Regions from separate parts of the Pan troglodytes genome. Here region 1 is linked to region 2. Evidence: chromatin contacts called from public HiChIP or PLAC-seq data. All regions are on one chromosome and are shown on one strand. The core of a region is the stretch at or near the end of the contact, and the rest is flanking DNA. Distances in the headings are between cores, read along the strand shown.

Region 1 (4,709 bases), core at 45-2,544, 240 kb after region 2:
TCATGCGTTTCGACTGGGTGCCGCGCTCCTCCGTATGTTTTATTTGATTTCCCCCTACACATGACACCCGCCCGGTCCTGGCGCTAAACGTAGTGCTGTCTCCTTAGAGGGACTGAGTCGGGATGCCAGAAACCCTGAGATTCTCTCGGTTAGGGGTCCCAAGCCCCGAGCGTCTAGAGAACTGGAAATGACCCAGTCGCGTCCGAATCTACTCCACAGGTCCGGTCATCAGGCCCAGAGACTAAGGCCACCTGGGCTCCTGCTTGGCTCGGACGCCTCGGCAGCGCGCCGTCCTCCTATTGCTTGCGCCCAGCTTGCCCTCGGAGCTGCGGATCCTCGCCGGGGAGACGCCTGCCCCGGAATCAAGGGAACCTTGAGGTCTGTAGAAGAGAATGCCACCACCCCCCACCCCACCTCCTCCCAGTTCCTCTCCCTGCTCTTTCGGAATCAGCTGCGACAGAGGATAGCCAGCTGCAGACATTTCGATTCAGAAAAACGACCGTTTCTTAGCCCTGTAGGCATAGGTGGACGGGAGAAAACTCACCCGCCACCCTCAAGCGGACGTCTCTACGACCCGCCGCCCCCGTTCTCCACCGGCCAGGGAGTCGGCTTGGTTTAACAGAGGGCGCAGGGGTGCCCGGCTACCGCCGCGGCGGAGCCCTTCCTTACCGCGTCGCGGCCGTTGAGCTGGGCGCCTTTGGCCAGACGGGCCTCAGTCTTGGATCTGCGCTCCATCTCCTCCATGATGCCTTGGATGTGGCCTCCGGAGATCCCGTGAAAGAGCATGGCTGGGGGGCGGAAAGGACACGAGTTGTCTTCTGCTCGGCACCCCACTATTTCCATATACACACGCCCGGGGCTTTCAGCTCATCCGAGTGAAGGAGGCAAGGGACCAGAGAGGGCTGCCCTGTAGGAGCGCAGAGACGCTCGAGGATGGAGGGAAAGAGGGAGAGAAAGGAGGAGAAGAAGCAGACGGAGTGGAAATCGGTCTGCTTGGGGGGCCGAGGGGAAGCAAAAAGAACTGGGAAGAGTTGGGGGGAAGCCTCAGCGGCTCCCTGAAGGAGATGTGCAGAAAACAAACAATTCGGGCGGAGGGAAAAAGAGGCGTAGAAGGCGAATCTTACTGCTCTGAGAGATCGAGTTACTAATGGGAAACAACTGCAGCGGGGGGAGGAAAACAAAATCTGGTGAAGAAAGAAAATAGTTTTGAACACAAAGAAAGAAAAAGACGTGCTATTTTCAGCGTTCCCTGGCTGCTTGCAAGTTCCCAGTGCCTGTAGATTGGGTTGGGGACTGCTCCTGCCTGAGCTGTGTCCAATTTGTTAAGAGACTAAAGCCAGCCCATTTTTGATAATTTAGTAGGAGGAGTTCTCTCCCCGGAGCTGCCACGGATTTTTATTCAGACAACAAAGACCTGTCATACTCCTCTCAACCCCCTGGTGATGGGCAAGCAGGACAAACATTACAAAGGGGTGGGGGGATAGAGAGCGGGGAGGCAGGAGGAGGGGGCATTTACCTCCCCACAAAACACACACGCGCGCGCGCGCGCACACACACACACACACACACACACACACATCCTTCCAAGAGTTCCCAGCAGTCATGTTTTAAAGGGGAAAAGGAGCTCTTGTTGTCCCCGCCCTGTTGCAGAAGGCCTAGAACCCGCCTATTTGATCCGAGTTCAAGATCAGACCTTGGCTCAGGACACACAGAATAACAACTTCAAACTTTGGATTTCCTCCTTGTGGACTTTTTCATCCCCAGCCTGCAGGACTGTCACCCGAAATGCATAAATATTGAGCAGAAATGTAAGCAATTTACTGAGGTGGAGATAATGCTGGTTCCTCTCCTCCCCATCCCATCTTCCTCAATCCACTTTTAAAAGCAGCTGTCTGACAATTCATCTCTTTGCCTCACCTTCTTGAGGGCCGGAGACCCTACTAGATGCTGGCTTCATCCGAAGTGGAGAGGGCGTTTGGAGCGTCTGCATTTCTCAGGGTTACTTTTGGCAAAACAATTTTCTTTGAGAAAATTAGAGTGTAGGGGACAGGGCATGGACCTGTACACACGGGTACGCAATTGCGCCTTGGCCATAGGGCGGCTTATTCTCTTCCCCGGTTCAGGTTTGAAGGAAGGCTGCCGGAGATTCTAATGTCTCATTTGAAGCTTGCCAATATGGGAAGCGACTTGCGGACTCCCGGGAGCTTGGCGCCTGCCCCCGCAGGACTGGGCGCTAGCCCCATCGCGTGCTGCTCCCACTACCCTGGCAGGACAGAGGACTTGTAAAACTGGGCGCACCCGCCCACTCAGAAGGGTGTGAAAGGGACTCTTTGCCGTGGAGGAGGGGAAGGTGAGAACTGACAAGCAGAATGGCAGACCTGCTCCTCACAAGAGGTGGGATTGTTCTGTCGCCCTCTGTTCTCGGCAGCGGCGGCCCCTCCCCGGCCCGATTAAACAGTGTCCACAATACTCTGATATTGTCGATTCATTCAAACGGCCAGAGGCCCCCTAGGAGTCCGAAGCACAGCGCTGCGGCAGGAACCAACGCGGCTTTACCCAGAGAGGAGGACGCGCCGGCCGCTCTCTGTTCCTTCCGTCCCCTTCGTCAGCCTGCGCTCCCCACTACTTCCCGCCGCCTTTCCCAGGACTGCGGTGCCTGTGTCCTGGCACATCCTAGATACCTCACAAGAGCCGCCCGGCCGCAGACCCGCTTCCCTCCGCCCGGGGGAGCCCGACCGGGAACTGTGGCCAAAGCTAGAAGGACGACGGGAGAAAAGCCAGGGAGAGAGGGAGAGAGGGAAGAAGGAAAGAAAAAAAGAAGTGAGAGGATGAGAAGAAGGGGAAGGAAGGAAGGCAGAAATAAAGCGAGGGAGGAAACGACCCCTGGTGCAGCAGCCTGACTTCCTGTCCCAAAGCGTTGTCTTCTGAGGCTCCTGGAGTGACCTCTTCCATGAAACTCAAGACACTACTGCTTCCCCTCCTTTTTTCTCAGGGTCAAAAATAATGTTATTTGCAGACTGGACGCAGTTTAGGTCCTCCGGGTGCCAAAATGCAGCTCATAAAACACAATTTCACACAAAAATGAAGCCAATCAAGTGAACTAAGCTGGAGACATCCCCCTCTTCCTTACTTTGGCAGCTATACCTGACAGCAGGGCTGCTATTTACTGTAAGTAATGTAATTAGCCCCTTTGGATGGGAATCAATGAGCTTTTCAAACCCACGTGCACACAAGAAGGGCCCTGAGGAGGGGCTGGGGGCAGCAGTCCTTTCAGAGACAGCAGGTCCTCTCACAAAGGGGCAGATTGCCTTCACACAAGTCAGAGGCTAAACTGGCTCAGAGCTGGAGGAGGAGAGGGAGAAAGAGGAGGAGGAGGAGGAGTCTCTGAGAAGTCCCCTCAGTCAATTCACCCAAGGAAGCTCCAAGCAAAAAGTAAATACAGGACTTCAACCTACTTTGTCTAGTTTCTGTGCTAAAACCTCTCCCAACCCCCAAATGGGGGTGTTTGAAATTAGGTTTGGTTCTTGTTGCATATTGCCCCTGCTCAGCAAAATCAACAATGAAGAACCCAAGAATACCACTGCTTCCTTGCAAGAGATAAAACTTTGGAGACTGCATGCAGGGAAAGTTAAACAACTCCAGGAAAAAGCCAGAACTTTACAGAGTCTCCAGGGAAGCCAAACACAGAGGTTTTGTAAGCCCTCCAATCATCCATTCATTCTTCTATTCCACGCAAGTTTGTTAATCATCTAGGTACAGGCAAGGGAGAACACCTTCTGCAATCAGTTTCCAAGTTGAATCCTAGCTATTCCTGCTCTTATAAAACTCAGGTTATAAGTTCCTGCATCCAGTGGCATTTGCTACTTCCTGTAAAGAAGCAAACTGCCAGGATTCTTCCTTCTCAGTGAATGCAGGAAGTCTGGAGAAAGCTGGGGGTGGGGTGGGGGTCAGCTGGAGTTTGGGAGGTCCTTGTTAGCTCTGCAGAAATAGGTCCCCATGGGTCCAGCCCTGCCTTCTCTCACAGTTCCTAAGGAGGAAGCCCAGGAAGGGTGGGAAGGAATGCCCTCGAATTGGGTGTGTGACCCTGGGTTTTCTACTCTTTTTGTCTTGGAGCCCCCAAGAAAGATTGCCTAAGAGCTCCCCGCTCCTCATTCTCAAAGGACTTTAAATAAGCACTTTAAATAAGGAGAGCATCTTTGTACCTCTGCCTTCTTTCACCTCTCCAGCAGAGGGGCTGAGGCCCGGTGGCTGGGGACAAAAAAAAAAAAAATGTTCCCCCTTCTCCCAGCTGTAGTCTGAATGGCCCGCAAGTGTTCCATAAAAATTACAGTGTTCGTTTTTTCAGTTCCTGAGCTGAGGGACAGGTGCATGTGGTTCTCTCTAGCCTGCATCGGGGATAAGATCTTAAGTCTCCTCTAAATTCAAAGTTCTACCAGGTATAATGGGGCAGGTCCCTTGACCAGCACTGCTCTCCCTCACAATTGAGCACAGGCAGTCCACTAAGCTTTCTTTCCTTTCTATTCTGACAGCACCCATCCCGCTACTGTTGCCGCTTTTAGGAAAGTGGACGGCCGGACTATAGTGGAGCATAATAGTTGGAACTGAGAGTTCGGGATCTTAGAATCTCTATGAAGGTCAAAAAGGCTGCAGCGCCCTTGTCGCGGGCTCAGGTGGGTCTACATGGGCAAAGAACCCGAGCCCAGTAGAAT
Region 2 (4,732 bases), core at 793-3,292:
CAGCCTCCTCAAACGGTTCCTTTGCCTTTTTATTTCGCAGGCCTTCCTCTCACCCCATACAGTTACTGCCCCTTTGACTCCTCCGAGAGGCAAAGCTTTTTCAAAGCTCTAACACCTCTCCCCTACCCCAGCAAGTTCCCCGTGCAAGACCAAATAGAGGATGCCGCCGTTTTAGAAGTGAAGCAAGCTGTGGACTGGATCTCGCCGAGGGAGAGAGGATTCCTTCCTCTGGAAATAAAATAACTGCTAAGATTTTAAGTTAACTGTTTCAAGAGCACTTGGCCATCACCAAGTGTTACAAACCAAGAATACTCAGCGGCCATTCAACAAGAGTTGCCACAAAGCATTAGAGGGTTAACTGTATCTCCTGTTTTACTGTTCACCGTTTTCAGGGTTTGACCGGTTGTCCCAAACATACTGTAGCTTTTGAGTGCAAGGACTATGCCATTCTTCGACCACACCACCAGCAGCTCAAGGTCCTGAACAGAACATATTTATAATACACATACTCTGTACTTTAATTCTCTAATGCAACCTGACAAGACATACTGCTGTCGCCTGGAGGGAGTGTGCATACCCTTGAAACTGTAAATTCCTTGGAGGAGGAACTAGAAACAGTGGTTCCCATTATGATGGGTACATTAGGCTCTACAAACTATGGAAATGTGGTGTTTTCAATTGCATCCTTGAGCTCAGTAACCTCAAAGGAGAATAATCATTTTATTTCTGTGTATTTCTGATTTTCAGTTCAGTCACCAGAATTGCGCAAGGACAGTAACATGTATCTTACTGTAAACTAAGTATATTTTTTAGCATTTCTCCCCAGTGAGGACTACAGCTAGGCGAGAACACGATACATCATCTCTCCGCCACCCCAGTACGCTTCCAGTGCAAGACTAAATAGAGGATGCTGCGGTTTTAGGAGTGAAGGCCTACAGTGTAACAGAGGCAACAGAAGTTCTTTAGCTCTCAAGGCAGCATCCTCTAGGTTGTGCTCGCTTCCTTACACTGTTCTGCGGTCATACGGTCTTGTCGCTTTTCTCTGTTTTCCTTTGGCTACCCTTCTCTGACTTTGGCCTCAGTTTTCAATTTCTTTTCCATTGCCACCATCACCAGCAATGTTCGCTATTGCCTCGCAATCCCTCTCTCCGACATTTTGTAATCCCGAGTCTCTCCCAAGTTCATTCTCCAACAGACCTCTCACGCTCCCTGTACTTCTGAAGCCACTTCGGATTCTCCCCTATCTGCCGGCTCCCACCACCCACTCTCTTCCAGCGCACTTCACTTTCCTAAGTCGGGCTGCTGCCGAATCCTGACAGACGGACTTCACCAATCCGCGAGAGATAAATAACCGACGTCGCCAATGAGCATCCGCCGGGAGGCGGGACTTCGCTTAAGTTCCTCGGGTCCTGAAACCAAAGACCTGTTGCCGCCGCCGCCGTGGCCGCGGGGTTTCTTAGTTACCGCGGCGCCCTTGGCGCTTGGGCCTCTAGAGCCGGGGCCAAGTATGAAGTTTCCTGCCGCCCCCTCCCACCGCTGCCAACGAACAAGACCGAAACCCCCATCCGCCTCGAGCGCAGCGCGCCCCGCCCCACCTACCCCGAGCGAGGGTATGCTGGAGGCCGCCCCGCGCGGTCCCGACCTCCCTCTCCCGGCCCGACTCCCGCAGGCGGCCCCTCCCGGCAGGAGCTGCCCGGTCCGGGCGCCTGAACCCTGGGCAGCGACTCACCAGGAAGTTGGGAGTTTTCCGTTCTCCCGCCCGCGAGAGACCTTGGGCGGGCGGGTGGCTCGGCGCGGCGCCGCCGTCCGAAAGCGCACTGGGCCGGGGGCTGAGGCTGCGAGGCCCGGAGCCTGTCGGCCACCTCCCGCCGCGCCGCCCCGGCGGAGGCTGCGGGCGCGGGGCACCCACCCTGCGCACTGCGAGGCGCGTCCGGTGTGCGAGCCTAGCGGCGGCCCATCCTCCCGCGACTCCCGATCCTTCTCCTGCTGCTGCCGCTGTCAGGAGTGTAAACATCCCGGCATCCCCGAGGAGAGGGGCGGGGCGGGCGCCGGCCCCACCCCGCGCCGTGAGTCCAGGCCGGCTGCCCGAGGGAGGCTTCCCGCCTGCGTCCCCGGCGCTCCCTGGAGCTGGGGGAGCCTCGGCGGTTTCCCTACTGGAGCCGAAGCCGCTCTGGAGGAGCCCCTCCTAGCCCCTCTCTTCCGGTTGTCAGGCCTAGCGTGGTGCGGGGCACCGCGTCCGGTCCCCTGAGCCCTCTTCCCCGGCTTCAGGTCAACTTCCCACCGAACCCAGGGTCGGCTGCTTTTTAAGAACTTGTTTTTTCTTCATTTATATGTAAGTGCCCCCACTTGCAAGCGGTGAACCGACTTACTGATGTTCCCTTCTGGACCACAGCGTTTGTGATCCCATCTTCTTTTACCAGGTGATTTAAACTACCTCTGTGTTTAATGTGGAGTGCAGGGAAATGAGAAAAAAAAAAAAAAAAAAGGCGTTTTCCTGAGTCTGGCTAAGCAAACGTTGCATGAAAGTGTCCCAGCATAGAGGACAGGGGCTTTTACAACATTCCAGAAGGTAAACTCCCTGGTGTGGTACGGAGGATCTTTGAAATAAATATGTGCAAAATCACCCAGAACCCTAGTACACGAAACTGCAAAAGGAATGCTTTGACACTAGCAGCTTCACGACTTCAGTAACAGGGCATGAACTACTCGAGGAGACGGCTAGGAGGCAGTATGGAGTCGGCCATGCCTTAATTCTCGTCTCAACTCAGTGATTAATTTTGTGACCTGGCTGCAAGTTATTTAACCTCTCCAAGTCTCAGTAACTCTCTGTAAAAGGAGATTAGTTGTAATACCAACCTCTAGGACCATAGTTAGAATTAAGTGAGATAAAGCAAAGTGCTTAACCACAGAGCTTGGCATATAAGACGTGCTCATTAAATTGTTGCTGTTGTTCATAGGTCTCTCACTAGCTTAACTTCCCTGCCAAAAAGATTAGAGCCAAGAATGAGTAGATTATACCTCAAACATTTAAAATGTTAAAGCCATGAAATTAAGATCTGGAAAGTTTATTTTTAAAAAGAAAAATGGCTGGGCGCAGTGGCTCATGGCTGTAGTCCTAGCATTTTGGGAGGCCAAGTGGCGGGGGGGGGGGGCGGTGGATCACCTGAGGTCAGGAGTTCGAGACCAGCCTGGCCAACATGGGGAAACCCTGTCTCTACTAAAAATACAAAAACTAGCCGAGCGTGGTGGCAGGAGCCTATAATCCCAGCTACTGGGGAGGCTGAGGCAAAAGAATCACTTGAACCCGAGGCTGGGCGGAGGTTGCAGTGAGCAGAGATCGCGTTACTTCACTCCAGCGTGGGTGAAAGAGCGAAAATCGTCTCAAAAAAATAAATAAATAAATGAAAACGTTCACGATCTCAAGAGGAGGCCTTGATTCATGTGGCTCAACAAATATTCATAAATGGGCTAGGCAATGTTCTAAGGAATGAGGATACAACAGCTCACCGAGATATACAGTGCCTGCTGTCATAGAGCTTATATTGTAGTCGGAAAGGCGAAAAAAAAAAAAGCCAATAAATACCTACTATGCCAGATGGTGAGTCATAGAAAAATAAAGCAGGGTAAGGAGACATGGGGAGGGAGGATGCTATTTTAAATATGTTTGTCTGGGAATGCCTCTCTGACATTTGAGCAGAGAACTAAGGAAGTGAGAAATTAGCCATTTGGCTACCCAGGGTTAGAATATTTTACACAGAAGGATCAGCAAATGCAAAGACCCTAAGTGGAAGTGGGCTTGGCATGTTTGAGAAATAGGCAGGAGGTCAGTGTAGGCTAGAATTCAGTGAGCAGTGGGAGAGCAGCTGACTAAATCAGAAGAGGGAGTAGGGTACAAGAAGGGTATAGTTGTAGAATCTTGTAACCTTTAAAATTTATTCTGAATGAAAAGGAGAGCCATTGGAGGAGTGACCAAATTTGATTTGGGTTGGGAGAGAAGAGCTGCACTGTGGAGAACAGATTGAGCCTAAGAGCAACTAGATGTTAGAAGACTATTGTAATGATCCAGATAAAATACATTGATGACAGACCAGAGTGCAGGTGGTAAAAATGGTGAGATTCCATTTCTAAGAGCAAACAAGATTTGCTGATGTATTGAATGTCAGGTAAGAAAGGAGTCAAGAACGAAGCCAATGAAATTGGCATTTGAACCAGATCATTTTATCAGGTCACACCAAATCAAATCTGTCAGTCAATAGAAACAGTGTCACTGGCGTCATACACAGGCACACATTGCAGGAAAAAAATAACCAGATATCTTTAGGGTAAATACATGTCAACCTCAGACCAGACATATGTGTAAGGTTTTTTTCTGTTTGTTTTGGTTTTGTTTTGTATTGTTTTTTTTTTTTTTGGAGACAGCCTCTTACTCTGTCACCCAGCCTGGAGTGCAGTGGCGTGATCTCAGCTCACTGCAACCTCCACCTCCCAGGTTCAAGTGATTCTCCTGCCTCAACCTCTTGAGTAGCTGGGATTACAGGCATGTGCCGCCACACCTGGCTAATGTTTGTATTTTTGGTGCAGACAGGGTTTCACCATGTTGGCCAGGCTGGCCTCGAACTCATGAACTCAAATGGTCTGCCCACCTCAGCCTCCCAAAGTGGTGTGAGCCACTGTGCCCAGCCAGTTTGGTGTTTTTTGTTTTTTAATAAACTACAGATTTATCTATGACCAA

Evidence for each region. HiChIP or PLAC-seq counts read pairs in DNA pulled down with a chosen protein or histone mark.
Region 1: an H3K4me3 HiChIP or PLAC-seq map of stem cell-derived excitatory neurons shows a contact between it and region 2, with 2.4 times the contacts expected there. The contact joins the promoter of LHX9 here to the promoter of NEK7 in region 2. A contact is called at or near these places in 1 of 7 Hi-C or Micro-C datasets (stem cell-derived neural progenitor cells) and 1 of 1 datasets of contacts at active chromatin or transcription factors (stem cell-derived excitatory neurons).

What each region holds. Positions count from the first base shown.
Region 1 is chr1:51,185,763-51,190,471 of NHGRI_mPanTro3-v2.0_pri, forward strand. LHX9 (LIM homeobox 9) reads right to left here and starts at 1,295. Exons shown (of 5, transcript XM_009440355.5): 1 at 670-1,295. The coding sequence starts at 843.
Region 2 is chr1:50,945,136-50,949,867 of NHGRI_mPanTro3-v2.0_pri, forward strand. It overlaps NEK7 (NIMA related kinase 7), which reads right to left and starts at 2,043. Exons shown (of 10, transcript XM_001139810.8): 1 at 1,730-2,043.